2 separate regions of the Callithrix jacchus genome follow, and region 2 is linked to region 1. The links are chromatin contacts, called in public Hi-C maps. All regions are on one chromosome and are shown on one strand. The core of a region is the stretch at or near the end of the contact, and the rest is flanking DNA. Distances in the headings are between cores, read along the strand shown. Region 1 overlaps PRKCE (protein kinase C epsilon). Region 2 overlaps PRKCE (protein kinase C epsilon).

What was found. A called contact is a pair of places that touch in the nucleus more often than the background predicts.
Region 2: a contact with region 1 is called in a Hi-C map of skeletal muscle, with 4 times the contacts expected there. The contact joins two enhancer-like sites. A contact is called at or near these places in 2 of 3 Hi-C or Micro-C datasets (both in skeletal muscle).

The regions. Positions count from the first base shown.
Region 1 is chr14:68,831,724-68,835,713 of calJac240_pri, forward strand. All of the region lies in intron 2 of PRKCE (protein kinase C epsilon), which reads right to left. Among named protein-coding and RNA genes, the nearest start is that of PRKCE, 290 kb to the right of the region's middle. Within about 2 kb of position 1,823, at least 5 of the 16 cell types and tissues checked have an H3K27ac peak or open chromatin away from gene starts, as enhancers often do. A contact at or near this core is called in skeletal muscle, where this site is marked.
Region 2 is chr14:69,065,295-69,068,932 of calJac240_pri, forward strand. The region is part of intron 1 of PRKCE (protein kinase C epsilon); the gene reads right to left. Among named protein-coding and RNA genes, the nearest start is that of PRKCE, 60 kb to the right of the region's middle. Within about 2 kb of position 1,682, at least 1 of the 16 cell types and tissues checked has an H3K27ac peak or open chromatin away from gene starts, as enhancers often do. A contact at or near this core is called in skeletal muscle, where this site is marked.

The sequences.
Region 1 (3,990 bases), core at 573-3,072:
CGAAGCCTGACTGGGGTTTGAAGGACGGTACTGAAATGTTGAAAGGGATCCAACAGGTCAGTCGTGGATGCAAGGTGGAAACGCAGGGATATGTACAGAGCAGGTAGGGAGGACACAGGTTTCAAGTCACTGAGGATCATTCTAGGTATTGCCTGTTTTCTTAATTCTATATAGTGCCACTTGTCATTCTCAACTGTGTCCTTTCTTGGAGGATAAATGATATAGTCACCCTTGTTCTTCAAAACTCACAAGATGCACTGAATTGCCAGATAGCCCTCCTCCAGCCAAGCCATCTACACCAGGTTCTATGTTTGCACCACCTCTCCAAGGGGCTAAATACCACCCCCATCAGCCCTGCCCTGAGGCTAAGAGAGCAGATGGTTCTATGTGAGTGTGAACAGTCTTGAATTCTTCATTTCTGGGGTAACACTAGCTCCTGAGAATCCAAGAGGAACAGAGGGAGGAGAACAAGAAGAGGCAGAAGGAGAAGGATCAGGACCCTCTGTGTGACCTTAGTGGTGCAGAATGTAAAGGCTGCTCGCACTGTAGAGGAGCCAGCACGGCAGCAAGGAGGGCGAATGGGCCTTCGTTCCAGCAAGAACTGCAAATCGCTCCCAGATCCCCACAGTCATTGCTGAGCCTCAGTTTCCTCATCTCTTTAAAGAAAGGTGGGATGGGAGAGGATAATATCTACCTTCCGGAGTGGGTATGACATTTAGAACGTAATCATTATCAAGCACCAGGTACACAGTAGGTGCTCAATAATGGCGGCTGTTATCAGAATGATGATGTATACCTACGAGTTTTCTTAAAATCAAATTGCCAAAAATGTGAGGCCTATCAGGTGTTAGCCTCTACCCCATAATATGGTGGCTCAGGTCACCCTCAAAAGGATACACAGGGAGTCCTAAGTTTATTCTGGGAGTGACCTCTGTGGCAGACCAAGGGACACAGCTATGGCCGGGGGACACCAACAGCTTCCACTATAACCTCCCAAATATTTTTTATTTAAGTGCAATTATAAAACTATAAAGGGAACATGTTTCGTGGCATAAAGAAAACAGATGGACATTGACTCTTTTCTTCCCATCCAAAGGGGATCACCTTGCTCATCCCCTGGGAGCACTCTTCCTTCATGACCACTGCCCAAGGAGCCCACAAAAGGTCCAAGCGTCTAAGGAGTTAAAAATACAAGCACTGGAAGGCTTGTGTCTGTACCAGACTCTGGTCCTGATCCTGGAAATTTAACATCACAGTCTGAACAGGTGTTTGGTGACTGCCTGCTGATTGATTACAGTCTGAAAGTATAAGAGGGACAGGCGGAGCTTTTGTCCCTGCCCCTTTTACTAAGAATGCATACCTGCAACAGGCTGTGTGTTGGAGGAAGTCTCTCAGAACCGGGAGGACATTCCCTACACCAACAGAAAATCTTTGAACCCCCCAAAACCACACTTCTTTAACTCAAGTTAAATGAGGCCTTGGGACGCTTAACCGTTAAGAAATAATAGCAAGAAAAATCAAAGATTATGCAAAAAGAGGGGTGCAGGGGCTGTAGGCTGTCCTTAGGGCATCCTCTGGCCTTGGCGGAGCAAGGCTGGGAAAACCTGGCTGCATTTTCTGAACCTTCCATCAGGGCCACACGGGGGCACACGAGTCAATGTCTTGGTAGTGGGGCCTCCCGCTGGCTTCCTCTCTGTACAGGAACCTGGAGGAGGAGGACAGTGAGGGCAGAGGCGCTACTGGATGATTCCTTGCTTGGCCCATGGCCACCAAGCCAGTGACTCAGGCAGATTGTCCTTAAGTGATTCAAAACCACATGGGTGCCGGTCCAAAGGTTCCCCCTCACTTTCTAAGCATGTTCCCAGCACGGCTGGGGCACGGGTTCCTGAGTTATTATTGTTGGGAGCAGGGAGGAGAATCGAGTAAATAAATGGAAGGTCTAATAATCTCCTAAACTGATACCAGAAGAGCATGTGAGTAATCCCCAAAAGGGTGCCTGGGGGCACAGCAGGCAGGGGTGGGCAGGGGAATAGCTCATTTTTCAGTGGGTCACCATAGCGTCCTTGGCGTGACCAGAGTGCTGGCCCTCAGTGTCTGCCCCGCTAGGGTGAAGGATCAACCTCCAAGGCAGGACAGCAGGCTGGCTTCTGACACAGCCTCTTGACAGAGGGGCCCCTATGAACACACACCGCTGCCTCACCACCACACATGGGAACCCCAGGGAACAGACCAGGGACGAAAGCCTGGGCATTGCCAGGCACTGCAAAGCACTAGCCAGCCTCAACTCCAGGGCTCCAGTGTACCTGCTTTCCAGAGCACAATGGCACCAGGTGCACACAGACACAGAAGACAAACCAGAAGAGAAGGCATCTAAATCACCACCTTCTATTAAGAATTCAGCTAAGCTGCATTTTTTTTTTTTTTTTTTTTTTTTTGATAGGGTCTCGCTTTGTCGCAGAGGCTGGAGTGTGGTGGCATGATCTTGGCTCACTATAACCTCCGCCTCCCAGGTTCAAGCGATTCTCCTGCCTCAGCCTCCCAAATAGCTAGGATTACAGGCACACGTCACCATGCCCAGCTAATTTTTGTACTTTTAGTAGAGACAGGGTTTTACAATGATGGACAGGTTGGTCTTGAACTCCTGGCCTCAAGTAATCCACCCACCTTGGCCTTTCTAAGTGCTGGGATTACAGGTGTGAGCCACCGTGCCTGGCCCTAAGCTGCAATTTTAGATCTTTGAAAAGAAAAATACTTTTGTTTATAAATATGGGATAGTATGCAAATTTTTAAGTATTAATTTTTTTTAGCTAAAACAACACTTCAAAATTTCTTACTTTGAGGCCAGCTCTGGAGGGTAGGATTCATTTCCTTCTGTCCCACTTGTCTGTGGTGAATGGAACAGTGTTTGTTCAATAAAAAGTCAGTAAAGCAGAAAATCATGCAAAGAAAAGATATATGTATTTTAACTGACAACATTCAAACTTAAAACACTGAAAAACAAACCTATGTACTCACTTGCCAATAACAGAAGGCCAAGTTCTTTCAAGTATGGTCCCCCTCATTGTCTCTTATAGATAAACATTATCTATGATTTCCAATTTCTTTTTTTTTAGACAAAGTCTCACTCTGTCACCAGGCTGGAATGCAGTGGCAGGATCTCTGCTCACTGCAACCTCCACCTCCTGGGGTTCAAGTGATTCTCCTGTCTCAGCCTTCTGAGTAGCTGGGAATAGAGGCATGCCCAGCTAATTTTTGTATTTTTAGTAGAGACGGCATTTCACCATGATGGCCAAAATGGTCTCAATCTCTTGACCTTATGATCCACCCGCCTATGTCTCCCAAAATGCTGCTGGGATTACAGGCATGAGCCACCATGCTGTGTGTGTTTGTGTGTGTGTGTGTGTGTGTGAGAGAGAGAGAGAGAGAGAGAGAGAGAGAAGAGGAAGGAGGGAGACAAAGAAGGGGGGGGAGAGAGAGAGAGAGAGAAGGAAGGGGGGGAGAGAGAGAAGGGGGGAGAAAGAGAGAGAGAAGGAGGGAGGGAGGGAAGAGGGGAAGGGCAGGGGGGAGAGAGAGAGACAGAAACTGACTTGCTCTGTTGTCCAGGCTGGAGTTCAGTAGCATAATTATGGCTCACTGCAGCCTCAACCTCCCAGGCTCAAGCAATCCTCCTGCCTCAGCATCCCAAGTAGCTGGGACTACAGGCACATGCCACTATGGCTGGCTAATTTTTTTTTTTTTTTAATTTTCTTGTAGAGACATGGTCTCTCTATGTTGCCCAGGCTGGTCTTGAACTCCTGGGCTCAACCAATTCTACTGCCTCAGCCTCCAAAAGTATTCAGATTATACTGTGAGCCACCATGCCCAGCCCAATTTAAGTTTCTTTCCAGTGAAACAAAAACTTAAAGATACTTGTGAAGTATATGTGAATTCAGAATCTTTTTAGGGCTTTATTATTTTTTTCACATATAATCTAACAGTAATTTTTTTTTT
Region 2 (3,638 bases), core at 432-2,931, 230 kb after region 1:
GGAGGAGTTGAATGTCTCTTAAACAAACAAGAACCACACAACGGGACACGGGAGCCAAGCAGATGGAAGCCCAGAGGAGGGCAGCCAGACTCTGCCTGTAGGTACAGTGAGGAGCTGACATTTGAGCTGGATGGAGAAGAGGCAAAAGGCCCTTCCAGGCACAGGGAACAGCATGTCCAGGCCCCAGAGGTGTAACAGATCATAGAGGGAATGCAACTGTCAGTGGGACGAGCCAGGGCCAGTTGGCCCAGAGTGTCATGGGCCCTGCCAAGGAAGAGACATGTTCCTACAGGCCACCATCAGGGGCTTGAAGCAGGGGGAATGGCATGATCAGATTTGGGTGTCAAAAACACAGGACAGGCCTGGCATAGTGGCTCATGCCTGTAATCCCAGAACTTTGGAAGGCCAGGGTGGGTGGATCACTTGAGGTCAGGAGTTCAAGACCAGCCTGGCCAACATGGTGAAACCTAGTCTCTACTAAAAATACAAAAAATTCGCTGGGCATGGTGGCAGGCTTGTAATCCCAGATACTCAGGAGGATGAGGCAGGAGAATCACTTGAACCCAGGAGGTAGAGTTTGCAGTGAGCCCAGATTGCACCACTGCACTCCAACCTAGGCAACAAGAACGAAACCCTGTCTCAAAAAAAAAGACAGGACAGGCTGTAGAGTGGCAAGAGGTCAACAGGAGCACCTGGGGGCACACAGACAGTGAGGAGAAGATATAATTCTTCACTCAAGTGACAGCAGGGGCTAACCTGAGGATCTGCCCCATCACTTAACCTTTCATCTGCAGAGTGAAGTAACCAGTATTTGTCCTGCTTCCTTTATAGGACATAATATAAAGTTATTAATAATAATAGAAACTTAATGAAAGTAATAGCCAGCATGTCTTGAACACTTACATAGTTTATTTGACAAACACTGAATGTTTGCTAGGCACCAGGCATGCTAAGTGTTTCACAAATGCAAATTCATTTAATCATTACAATGATCCTCTGAAATAAGGACGTTCATCATCCCCATTTTACAGAAGAGGAAATTGAGACACAGAGACATTAAGTAACTTACACCAGGTCACCCAGGTTGTAAGTAGCAGAGCTGCGATTTGCAGCCAGGCCGTCTGGCCAGAGTCCTCGCTCTTGGTCACAATGTCCACAGTCTCTTGTTACACGCCCGGCACTGTAGAAAACACCTTGCAGCTACTGCCTATTACTTTGGTCCTCACAAAAATTCTGTGAGGTAGGCACTCTTTTTTCTCCCTTCCTTGTAGCTAAGGAAACTGAGGCACAACAGGGATAAGTACCTTGCCCATGGTTGCACACAGAGTAAGTGGTTGAGTTGCAAATTAATCTGTGGGACTGCAAAGTTCACGCTCTTACCTGCACTCCCTTCAGTCTAAAAGCACAAAACCACAGGGAGGGGACAGGGGATAGGGAGGAAGCAGCAACCTGAACAAAGACTGAACACTTAGAATAATGGGAGATCAGATGGAATATGTTTTCGCCTGGCTGGATTATCCCACCCCATATTAAGCAAGAGAAGGCAAGGTCCCCCCTCTCTCCCACCACCCTAGGTTCAGCCTCCAGACAAGTCAGGGTGTGTCATCTGGCCTGCCAGGCAGTAAAATACCCTGATCCCTTGGGGGTGAGGGTCTGCAGGCCTCATGCCCAGGGACAGCAGGGTGGCAAACAATAGTATTTCAGTCAAGCCTGGGATTCTCTGACTGGTCCTGGCAAAAACAAGATGTCAGTTGTAACACCTGTAAATCCCTGTGACAGCCAGTCCCCAGGCCCTGGGCACACTCTGGACCATGATGGAGCCACAATGTCCAGAGCCTTCTCCTGCCACTTCTTGGGACTGAGAGTCCTGGCATGGGACCTGGCAATGTTATCATTAATCTATGGACAGATTTCACAAAGAGAAAAACATGCAGGAAAATATGCAGAAGGAAACAGAGCTAAAAACACAGGGTCAGGTTGAGACCAGACCATCTAGGGCTGTGATTCGGAAGCAGGAGAGCAAAGCTCTCAGGAGGATGTGTTAGAGACTCTGGAGGATATGGACTTTCAAGGAGTGTTTATGAGAGGCTGTGTATCTCAGTGGGCAACAGGATGGACTTTGAAGCCAGACTATTTAGGTTCAAATCCCACCTGGGCCTCTTACTGCTAAAAAACTAGGGGCATGCTCCTTAATCTCTCTGGGCCTTAGAGTTCTTATCCATCATATGAAGATAACAATAGCACCCACATCAGCAGGTTGTTACAAGGATTAAGTGAGTTAACATATAGAAAACTCCAAGAACAGTGTCCAGGACCTAGCCAGTGCTATGGATGTGTTAATTAAATAAAATCAGTGGGGCAGACACAGTGGCTTATGCCTATAATCCCAACACTTTGGGAGGCCAAGGCAGGCAGATCACTTGAGGTCAGGAATTAGAGACCAGTCTAGCCAACATGGTGAAACTCATTCTCTACTAAATAATACAAAAATTAGCCAGGTGTGTTGGCGCGTGCCTGTAATCCCAGCTACTCAGGAGGCTGAGGCATGAGAATTGCTTGAACCCAGGAGGCGGAGGTTGCAGTAAGCCGAGATCGCGCCATTGCACTCCAGCCTGGGTGACAGAGTGAGACTCTGTCTCAAATAAATAAATAAATAAACAAAATGGTTACAGGGGAAACATGAGACATCTCTGCCCAGTGGGGGAATCACAATATCCAGGTGAATAGAGATGAGGGCTGGGGATGAGATGCTTCCCATTTCATTCAAAAGAGTTTGAAAGAATTTAGATCTTGAAGTCCCTGACTTAGGGTCACAGGGAAAGTGAAAGTGCTGTTTGATACCATGCCCCAGCAACTACACTAAGGCAGAACCACAGCCTTGGAATTCAGAATGGGGTGGGGTTCCACGAACTCTAGAAACTCTTAGGGTTTAATCTGTCTGTACTAGTCTGTACGAAAGCTTTCAAAATTCACATTCATAGACATCCAAGATCATCTAGTCCACACTCGGCTGCTGCAAAGGAAAGGAATCCTGCAGAGGGTCAGAGAAGGGCCTTGTCCAAGGTCACGTAGCTGGCTGATGTGGGGCATGGAGCAAAAGCCAAGATCTGCTAGAACTGGGGCATCTTCCATCACACCAGCCCTCTGGCATTGACGGAGGAAGGCTGAGAGCCCAGTGCATGAGTCCTGGCATGGATGGAGCAGCTGCCACCCAGGCCTGGCTTGGTCTGCCCGGTATACTGGCCCCAGTCCAGGTTGCTCCTGACCAGCACCTGCCACCAAGCTCCGGCAGGCCCTACTAACCTCTTCCAGAAGGGAACTGAGGGTCCTCAGTTCCTACTCTTTAATACCCAGAGGCGGCTGCAAGCCAGGACATTATTCCAGTGGCAGCAGCCCCAGTAAGTTCCACAAATCCCACTTGTCTTGTCCAGACTGAATCCACATTCCTGACGTAAGCCATTGTCTCTGTCCCTGAAACTGGTATATTAGAGGAACAGGTAAATCCTCAAATAGTGGCTCAATGCCATTCAGGTGAAACTGTGTGCTACTACCCACACAGGAGTGGCTCTCTTCCAAGCAGGGATTTGGAGACCCAGGCTTCTTCCCTCTTCTGACTCTGCCATCTTCAACACATGGCC